3 separate regions of the Mus musculus genome follow, and all the other regions are linked to region 2. A link is a contact called in public HiChIP or PLAC-seq and promoter capture Hi-C data. All regions are on one chromosome and are shown on one strand. The core of a region is the stretch at or near the end of the contact, and the rest is flanking DNA. Distances in the headings are between cores, read along the strand shown. Region 1 holds the start of Ncoa1 (nuclear receptor coactivator 1). Region 2 overlaps Ncoa1 (nuclear receptor coactivator 1). Region 3 has its middle 22 kb from the start of Gm31938.

The links. Promoter capture Hi-C pulls out the DNA fragments that hold promoters and counts their contacts. HiChIP or PLAC-seq counts read pairs in DNA pulled down with a chosen protein or histone mark.
Region 1: a promoter capture Hi-C map of second pharyngeal arch cranial neural crest shows a contact between it and region 2, with 3 times the contacts expected there. The contact joins the promoter of Ncoa1 here to the enhancer-like site in region 2. A contact is called at or near these places in 9 of 39 promoter capture datasets (the 3T3-L1 cell line, 3T3-L1-derived adipocytes, frontonasal cranial neural crest and 5 more), 9 of 484 Hi-C or Micro-C datasets (B cells, bone marrow-derived macrophages, conventional dendritic cells and 3 more), 1 of 115 datasets of contacts at active chromatin or transcription factors (fibro-adipogenic progenitors) and 3 of 9 other capture datasets (adipose tissue, liver and pancreatic islet).
Region 3: an H3K27ac HiChIP or PLAC-seq map of SST interneurons shows a contact between it and region 2, with 4 times the contacts expected there. The contact joins two enhancer-like sites. A contact is called at or near these places in 2 of 484 Hi-C or Micro-C datasets (bone marrow-derived macrophages and nephron progenitors), 1 of 115 datasets of contacts at active chromatin or transcription factors (SST interneurons) and 2 of 9 other capture datasets (adipose tissue and liver).

The regions. Positions count from the first base shown.
Region 1 is chr12:4,475,923-4,478,980 of GRCm38.p6, forward strand. Ncoa1 (nuclear receptor coactivator 1) reads right to left here and starts at 1,260. Exons shown (of 23, transcript NM_010881.2): 1 at 850-1,260.
Region 2 is chr12:4,341,894-4,345,294 of GRCm38.p6, forward strand. Ncoa1 (nuclear receptor coactivator 1) reads right to left here. Exons shown (of 23, transcript NM_010881.2): 4 at 2,504-2,609. The coding sequence starts at 2,592. Among named protein-coding and RNA genes, the nearest start is that of Ptrhd1, 110 kb to the left of the region's middle. Within about 2 kb of position 1,523, at least 9 of the 459 cell types and tissues checked have an H3K27ac peak or open chromatin away from gene starts, as enhancers often do. A contact at or near this core is called in SST interneurons and second pharyngeal arch cranial neural crest, where this site is marked.
Region 3 is chr12:4,500,480-4,503,755 of GRCm38.p6, forward strand. No RefSeq gene overlaps it. Among named protein-coding and RNA genes, the nearest start is that of Gm31938, 22 kb to the right of the region's middle. Within about 2 kb of position 1,567, at least 17 of the 459 cell types and tissues checked have an H3K27ac peak or open chromatin away from gene starts, as enhancers often do. A contact at or near this core is called in SST interneurons, where this site is marked.

The DNA.
Region 1 (3,058 bases), core at 10-2,509, 130 kb after region 2:
ATGTATATACAAATAAAATTAAACGAGCCACCGCAGAGGTGTGGTAAGGACCGAGGACCCCGGTGTCCAGTTTCTCCGAGTCTCTTCCAAGCGACTATGGAGAGCTCAAGTTCCATCACTGACCATTAACCAGCCCTACCTACAATCGTTGGACCAACGTGTGCTGCTTGTCTTTCTAGGTCCTTTCAGCAGAACCTTCCAAAGGGACCAAATTCCAGCCGCAAGAGGAAAATCTCCTTTATCCGCCCATTCCTACCTCCGAAATCCTGGTCCCAAAGGGAGAAAGGCAAGTGCAGCCAGGCTAGGCAAAGGGGCCGTCGAAAGCTGCACCCACAGAAAGGCATGCCTAGGTCGCCCCCATTTCGCTGTCCCAGTGAACAAGATTCAGAGAGGCTGACAGGCTGGCCAAGGTCACCGTGCTTGCTCGTCGGGGCCGAGGGGCGCCCGCGCCTACTTCCGGCTCCCCCTTTCGGCGGCGGCTCCGGGCGCCCGCTCCCCACCCGGCCCCGGGCCGCGCGCCCTCCGCGGATGCTCGCACTCCACTAACTAGGGCAACTGGAGTGCGCCGCAGGGACGGCGCTCTGCAGCGCGCCGCTCGCCCCGAGCAGCCCCCAGCTGGTGCCGTGACAGCTGCGACCTCCGCCCCCTGCAGCCGCGCCAGGCTAGCGAGGGAACTCGAGAAAAGTGGCAGCGGGAGATGGGTCCCAGAGCAAGCAAAGCCAGGACGGAGGGCGCCGGCTGCTCCCCGCCCCCTAGGGCCGCCGCGGCCGCGCGGCTCGTGACAGCTGCACCCACCGCGAGGCTCCCGCCGCCACCGCCGCCACCGCCGCCACCGCCGCCGCCACTCACCTGCCTCCGCCGCCGCCGCCTCTGGGCCGCGCTCCCCGGCGCCGCGCTCACTCGCGACTGTGGCGGCGCCGCCGCGGACTCCGCCGCTCCTCCGGCCCGGCGCCCGTCCCCGGGGCCCAGGCGGCCCGCCGCCGCCGCCGCCGCCTCGGCTCTCCGGCCCCCCTCCTCCGGAGCAGGAGTCCCCCCACTTCAGGGGGATGCAGAACCACCCCGGCACAAGCTGTGCTTGAGGGAACAGCAGCGAACTGCAGCCGAAGGGCTTGAGGCCGCGCTCCGACCGACGGACGACAGGACGAGGTGAATCGCGTCAGTCTCCCGCTCGCCCGGCCTGAAGAACAGGCATTTCAGCCGCTCTCCGCGGCCGCCATGTTCTCCTCCTCCACGGCTGCCGCCGCCGCCGCCGCCGCCGCTGCCGCCGCTGCCACCGCCGCCGCCGCCCCCCCGCTCGCGGCCCCGCCCCCGTGCCCCGCCCGCAGCGCCCCGCCCTCGAGCCCCGCCCCACCCACTCGCGGCTCCGCCCTCACCCCTGCCCCCTCCGCGGACAGGCCCAGAGCCCCGCTGCCCTCTGGCTCCGACGGCGCGCCCCGGGCAGCGCGACCCCTCCAGCCCCGCGCAGCGTGAAGCCGCCCCGCGCCCTCTGCCGGCCGCAGGCACGCCGGGGCCCGAAGTCTTAAGGAAGTGTGAGAAAGGAGGCCCGAACTCTTTCCGCACGGACCCTCCCCACGGGGCAGTTCTCTCTGCTGCCAGGAAGCCTCGAACCCCAGAGTGTCCCTTAGCGTCCCTGAGCGGGCTGTGGGACCTATGGCCTCTAGATGTTCTTTATAGTTTAGGGAAAGTTGGGGAGCAACCTGAAGGCCCTGGGGATCCCAGAGGAATCTGACCTGGGCCTGTTTCCACTCGCGAGTTGTTTTACTTTGAGTAAGAGACATCCCTCGGGCCTCGTTTTTGTTGTTGGTGTTGTGTTCTGTAAGATTTGAGAGGTGGTTTGCCTAGATGATTTCACAGACTATTAGACAACGGAAAAGAAAGATCATCTGCCCCCTTTCTTTTTGCAGATGAAAAGATCTGACTGACAGTGTCTGGCTCTACAATTGCATGAATTGACTAAAATGTCTGTCATTCACAGATCTTTTCCCTCTAGGGGGGACCCACATCTTTTTTTTTTTTAACCTCCTTTTTTTTCTTCTATAATGGAAATGCTACTTTCAAAAGTAGTGTTCCTTGTCACCGGAGGAATCAAGCAGCCACAGGACAGCTCCTTGAGCCTTGATCACTTTATCTGGAAAGCAGCTCTTATCCCAAGACCTGCAATGTACCACTCACTGTTCTCTCTGGCCGTGGAAGTGCTGTGCGGTCATCTTTGTTTCCCTGAGTTCTTGTCCTCATTTAGCTGACTTGTGATGCTGTTTTCTGCTGTTTCCCATCCTGCATTGGATGCCCCAAAGCAGCCTGTGAAAATCCTTAAGTCCTCCATGTCCCTTCCCTAAGTCAAACCTGACATCTCGCTGGCCCTCTCTGAGACAGCCTGTGACTTCTTTCACAAAGCAGGTACCTTCACCCTACTACTGCTGAGTGCCCTGTGCTGCCTTCATCTTCCTGTCTTGGTCATAGTTATAAAGCAGCCAGCAGACCATACTCAGCCTTCCTTTATGCAGTCATCCTTCCATCCCTGTGTTCATTCCGTTGATTCTTATCAAAGTCAGTACCCTAGTGCATTTGATTAGCTCCTGTCCTCACCTTCTTTACAGTACCACCTGCACAATCCACAGCCTTATTAATAGCTGAAGTGCTTGAAGGTCTCTATCTCTACTTAGTTTACTCCTGTGGAGTCTGTTTCCTGGTCTAATACCATCTACCCTGTGCAAAGTGCATTGTCCGGCCCTCTGGTGCTTACAAATGAGCCAAGTATAGGCAGTCCTCCTGTCTCTACTAGACTTCAGGAACTGCTGATGTGTAACTGTGGTGGGCACATCAACTTTATCTTGGTTTTTCTAACTGGATGTTTCTAGCCCCTCCTTTCTTACTCTCCCCTCTTCCTGTTTTGTGCCTCATTCTTTCTACCTGTTCTCTGAACTTTGTTTCACTAACACTTTTCTTGTCTTTTCCTTTGTGTGTTTGGGAGGCGTGGGGGTATGTTTAATTGTCTTTCCTTCCTCTTCTCTCATATAAGTTGATTTGGTTTGTATCCATAGCTTTAACTATTAGTTTC
Region 2 (3,401 bases), core at 273-2,772:
AGAGTTTAACCTCTCTGCTTCATCTCTTCATCTGCACCACTGCGATGATGACATTAATTACCTCCTAGTGTTTGTGATATTAAGAAAGCTAGAGATGCATTGCTAAGTTCTTGGCATGCCCTATTAGCTCAATCAATGCCATATAGTATGGCTTTAATTACAATGCTTTATTTTTAAGAAAATGGGGAACCAGGCGGACTTAAGAAGAATTAGTGGCGTGGCCAGATCTGTAAGCTCCTCAAAGATAGAAAACCTGTCTCTCACTTCATTTATATCCATCCTTATAACAGCACACAGATGGTGTTGGCTGAACAGTTAGCATTTAATAAGCACTTGTTGAGTTAAGCTGGGAATGCTTAAGAAAGATAAAGCATAGTTAACCACCATTTAAAACTAACACCTTAACCTTCATTGAAGAGATAGAAGCTACCTCACCACAAGAAACTGTTTAACTGAGAAGTCATTCTGCCTCGGGCTCTGCAGACAGTAATACTTGGCTCTGCCACAGGGCTGGCAATACCTTGTGAGGCCTAACAGATGCTCTTTATGATTAATGAGCTCATAGTCTGTTTGGGGAGAGAGCATATAATAATAAGACCAGAGGAAGCATTGCAAGGTGGCATTAATACACAGTTTCAAAGTAATAAATTTCTGATTTTCCATATCAAAGATATTGCTTTATTAAAACTGAAGCCCATACATATAAACCTGAAGGATTCAGTGCTTTCAAATATCTTTCAAGCAAACATCAAGATAATTATCTCAAAACATCAAAAGAGGAAAAAGGAATACATAAAAATTTTGGTATCTGTAATGATGCTACCATGTACAGATGCACAGACACACAGAGAACAAAACAAAGGCAATTTACAGATAAGCCACACAAGAAAGAAGATTGTCCAGCACAATAGGTAGATAGTTTATTGATGCCCACAGCTGTTAGCATTCATATCCATTAATAACTATCAATTTGAAAGTACAATATGGACATGATGGTGTATGCCTAGAATCCCAGCTCCCCTCAAGTTGATGCAGGAGGACTGGCCCACGTTCAAGGCTAGAATGAACTACAGAATGAAACCCTGTCTAAAACAAAACAAAGAAATGACAAAAATGGAAAAATGCAATTATGATAAAATATTAATATTGCAATATATCAAATTTATATGGCTATTATATATAGCTTTTTAGTATTTGTTCTTATATATTCAAGTTTTCCTCAAATGAGAAATTAAACATAAAAGCGAATATTTTATTTATCCTTACGTTTTCCTTTAGGAAAGACTGAATTTATATACAGAAATGAACAATGTCCTTGGATAACACACATCTGGTTTACATCTTGGCATGTACCTTTATCCTAGCATCTGGACACATGTGCTTAAGCACTTAGGTGATTGTCCTATGAGGAATGGTCACTTCCCTTTTTCCAGTCTCTAGCCGGAGCGGTCTTTTAAACCCTCTTGTCTCCCTCCCTGAGAGAGAAGCAGGCATTCCTAGCTGCAGTGAGGCTGCTGCTGCTGCAGCTCTCTGAGACCAGTGTCAGCATCAGCTGCAGTGTTCTGCTCTCCTTGCCCCTGGAGAACATCTGGGAATGTTTACAGACCATTTTCTTCCTACAACTAGGATACTACTGGCATTTCAGTGTACAAGCAGTAACATGAGGAAGCATCCTACAGAATACATGACAGTCTCCACAGCAAATAATTTTCTGATTTAAAATGTTAATAGTGCAGAAACTGAAGAAATTTGATGTAGCTCCTAGAAGCCAAATGGAATAAAATCTGGACTTTCCTCTTGTTAGCTGAGAAAACGCTTTTGCTCTGAGGTTCTCCTTCATCTGGCACTTGTTAGGGTTCCCTTAGCACTAAATTTCTTTTCCTCTGCTTAATAAACACTGTAAGTAGTTAATGGCACAAATAATTATTTTAATATAAATATTATAACAATGTACTTCTTAGTTCCTAAGATGGCATTTAAAGATGTTCAATAGAAATTTTTATCCAGGATTTATTGTCCTTACTAGTTAAAAGATACATATTGCACTGTGAACTAGGGATACAGTGTTGCTGAGCAAGAGCAGATAGGTCCCTTACTTTAGAGCAGCATACAGCCTAACGAAGAAGCTAAGAATTTATGCAATGAGCATATACTCTAGCAACAGCCAATAACTATGAATCAAAGCCACAATGATGTACAGAACAGATAAATAAAAAGAAAGATTTGAGCTACTAGTTGTGGGAGGAAGAGAAGCCTTTCTTTAAGGAAGTAATGGCTTACTACAGCATCTGCAGTAACAGCTACAGATTAGTACTGGAAATAAAGAGGATACAAGTTGGAAGAAAGGAGAAACACATTCAAAGACCTGGGTGGGGGTGGGGCAGACTGTACTGAATGAGCAGGAGGAGACAGGTGGCCACTCAATATGGAGTGGATGAAACAAAGTCCAAAGTGTTGAAGAAATGACCAAAAAAGCTCTGCCAGAGACAGAGCGCATTCCTACCTTGATGCCAGCGTGTCACATGGCGATCCTTTTCTCTTATGAGAGTCTGGGTTTGCAGGGTCTGATGAACTGTCCCCAAGGCCACTCATGTTGATGAACTTCACACCTAAATGGGGAGGGTGAGAAAAATAAATCTCTCATGACCTTTCTAACCAAATGAGAGTAGGGGAAGCTCCCTTGTTATTTCTAAACATCAGAAAACAAAACAAAACAACCCCAACAAAACTTGTAAACAGTGACGAGGTGGCCGCAGCCATCACAGAAGCCCCGGCCTCCAAGGAGACCACAGGGACACCAGCTACTTGTTACTATGCTTACTTTTAAGCCAGTGAAACAAAATTAACAACTCCCCATGAAATGATTGATATCAATCAGAATAAAGATTTTCTTGGAAAAATTAAGTAGAAATATTTTTACCAAGAGAAAAATCACTTGCATGTATAAATGTAAAAACTGGACTCTGAAAAATTTTAGTATTATTATTCAGATTCAAAATTATTATGTAGACCTTACTTTGTAAAAAGGCTTAAAACAAGTTTATTTGTGAATTATCCTGAGAGAGAATGAACAATATCTATGTGATTAAAGTTAAAGTGATAAGCTTGATTTGGAGTTTTGAATTGTACTTTTCCACTCTGAATTCCATACTCCTAACCTTGTGTTTATATCATCCAGAGACCAAGATCAAATGTTTAGTCTACGTTAGGATCTTAGTATGGATGCCAGAGAGCACAGAATCATCCCCCTTGCATGTCAGCCCGGTCTTCACATGTGCCAGTTACTGGTCTGTCCACACCAGTCACTGCTCTGCAGAATCCCGAAGGGAGCTCAGAGCCCTATCTGTGATCTGAGAGTCATCAGTCCCTTGGATTTCAATAGTGCCAAATGCTACCCTTAC
Region 3 (3,276 bases), core at 317-2,816, 160 kb after region 2:
CAAACAAACAAACAGGCCAAAAAAAAAAAACAAACAAACAAACTTCTCTCTCCGCCTGCTATGGGCTTTGGTTTAAGTTTTAGTGCCATAATTCACTGATGTAAATGAATATATATGACAAGTTATTTGGCCACTCCCTGACTCCTTCCACTTTATCTTCTTTTAAAATGAAGACCAAGTGCTTTTGTACTCTCTTCTTAGGTGATCATATCCATCCCCATAGTGTGTGAGGCTGGAGGGATGTCTCAGTGGTTAAAATTCTGGACTATTTTTGCTGAGGACCCAAGTTCAGTTGCCACCACCCACTCTGAGCAGCTCACAACCACTTGGAATTCCAGTTCCAGAAGTATCTGACACCTCTGCCCTCCAGGAGCACCTGCAGTCATACACACACACACACACACACAGACACGCGTGTGCGCATGAGCATGCATGCATACACACACATAAGCACAAATATATGCACACTCATATACACACAAGCAAATGCACACACACACACATATATATATACACACATGTACACACACATATATACACATACACATACACAGATTTATATACATATAGACACACAACACACATAGACACACATACACACATTCACACACATACACTAACATACACATATATACACATGCACACACATATATATATATATATATATATATATACACATATATGTACACACATATCCCATAGGCGTTTGGACAGCTTCCATCCAAATTCATTCCTCTACTCAAACCTGTCCTCTGAGTTCCAGACCTCTGTAATCAAACACAACTCAAATCTAACAAAGACAAAATGAAATTCTTTAGGTCCCCTTGACCCTGGACTTTTCCTGACTGGCTCATCTACTGTATATGTTGGCATTCAGGATCCCTCTTCTTCCTTGACCCCAACATCAAGTCCAAATACTTCTTCCCACTGCCATAACAAATCTTTCTTAAGTTCCTTTGTCCTTACCTAGGAGCAAATTCAGGATCTCCATGAAACTACAAAACCATCTTTGTCTCTCCTTCCTTCCGACCACCACCTTCTTCCCTGCCCCCAACTCCTTCTGGGTTTGTGCAGGGTTTCATAGCCCTGTTTGATTATGGTTCTGTCCTTGTTTTACCAGCTTTATAAATACCTGGCCTTATCACCTATTCGGAATGTGTCTCTTCAATTCTGTTTCAGCCTTCATCCTCCCAAACCCCTCACCCAAGGACCCTGGGTAACAGATTTCCAAGTTAGTAGAATTTAGTTTTGCCCAGAAGTGTGGAAGGCAGATTAGTGAGCCAATTAAACCAGTATTTTAAGAGTGAGAAAATGTGTTGTGGTGTGTGTGTATGTGTGTGTGTGTGTGTGTGTGTGTGTGTGTGTTAGTGTGTTAAGGCATATACATCTAAAGGTTCAGCTTTTGGGGGGTGGCGGGAGATTCCCTTTTTTGCTGAGACAGGTTGGAAGAATTCAAGATCATCCTTAAGATAAGGGGACAAACGTGGGAGCTGGGCTCCCTGCAGTCGCTCTTTCTGCTTCTTTCTTGCTTTGCAGCTGCCTCTCTTGCCCTGCCGCTTTATCTTCCCACTCACAGTAGCACCACCATCTGCAGGCAGACAGTTGGGTTATCAGCCAACAGCACATTTCCATAAAGTAGAGCAGCCCACAAAAGGCAGAATGATAAAAGATTTAAATCCAAGCAGTTTTTTTTCCTCCTCTGAGCTATCTACTTTGGGGTTCATATCTGAACCTCAGAAATCTTCAGGAAGCTGAGAGGCAGTAAGGAAAGAATAGTCTTCAGAGAGGAGACTTGACAATGGGGACAGATGCCTCAGATATATTTGTCAGAGCAGGTTAAGAGCAATATATAATGCCCTAACTTCTTTGAAGCAGAAATAAGATATAAAATTAGGAAGTGGGCTTTCATGGAGAATGTCAGCTAAAACCTCATTTCAAATGTCACTTCCAGATAGAATTCCTTGCTTGACTATACATTTCCAATGCCTTCTGGAATAGTTAGGCCCTGATTTGTTTAAGAGCCCCACCAATTGGTACAGTGCATAGCACTTAGTAGGCGCACATTAAGACTTTGTTACATAAATGTAATCACTCTGGCATCTCAATGCTCTAACTTTTCCCTGCATTTTATACTTCATGGACTTTTTTTTTCTTTTAAACCAACTAGTTTTGTCTTCAGCATACTATATGGTCATTCAAAAGAATACAGAGAGCCTGGCAAGACTAGGGCACAGAGGCCTTGAACAAGAAGCGTGGAATGTTACCCCTGCATAGAGCTTATCATTACTTAAATTCACTTCCCACACCACACATGCCCACGTGATGGAAGGAAGACAAGTTGAGAAAACCCTGGTCCCCCCCCATCCCCCCCATCCCCCCCATCCCCCCCCATCCCCCCCATCCCCCCATCCCCCCATCCCCCCATCCCCCCCATCCCCCCCCATCCCCCCCCCCACAACATAGAGGAGAAACTGAGGTCAAAGGAGGCAGAATAATCCATCCAGGTCTTCTCTGTTTTGCAGTGGCAGAGCTAGAGCTAGAAGTCCTCAGGAATTTCCAGAAAGATGCTAAGCAAGCCAGAGTTCAGTCATGGCTCTGCCACATGCACACCACTAGGGCATCGTGTGAGACCTCTGTGGGCCTCATCTTCCTCTGTAACAATGAATAACGATCCCTTCTTTACACACTTACCCTATGCTAAGGACTGAATGACAAGCGGCTGACATAGAAGAGAATATAGAGTAGAAAAACATAAGAGTTCCCTTCTCCATCCCCCAGAGTGGACAATGATAAGACAATAATAAAACTTTCTACTGGTTACGTTTTCCTTTCAAATCTTAAAGGCATTTTTAAATATTATTTTTATGAGTGTGGGTGTTTTGCCTGCATGTGTCTCTGCATCACATCCGTGCAGTGCCCATGGGAGCCAGAAGAGGGTGTCAAATTCCCTGGAACTGAAGTTACAGATGGTTGTCAACCACCACAGGAGTGCTGGGGGTTGAACTGGGGGTCTCTTGTAACAACAGACAGTGCTCTTAACTGCTGAGCCATCTCTCCAGTGCCTGGTTATTTTTCTTAAAGTCAATTTGAAAGTAAAGATACTATGCATAACAAAACAATATTTACAGTAATTTTAATTTAAAAGGCATTTCAACAACATTAATTCTTAAGAGTCTGGCATGTACACATTATCTGATAATACATGTACACACACACACACACAGAGATTTTTACACACCACACATTTTTCCTATCTTGATACCCAGCCTGCATATC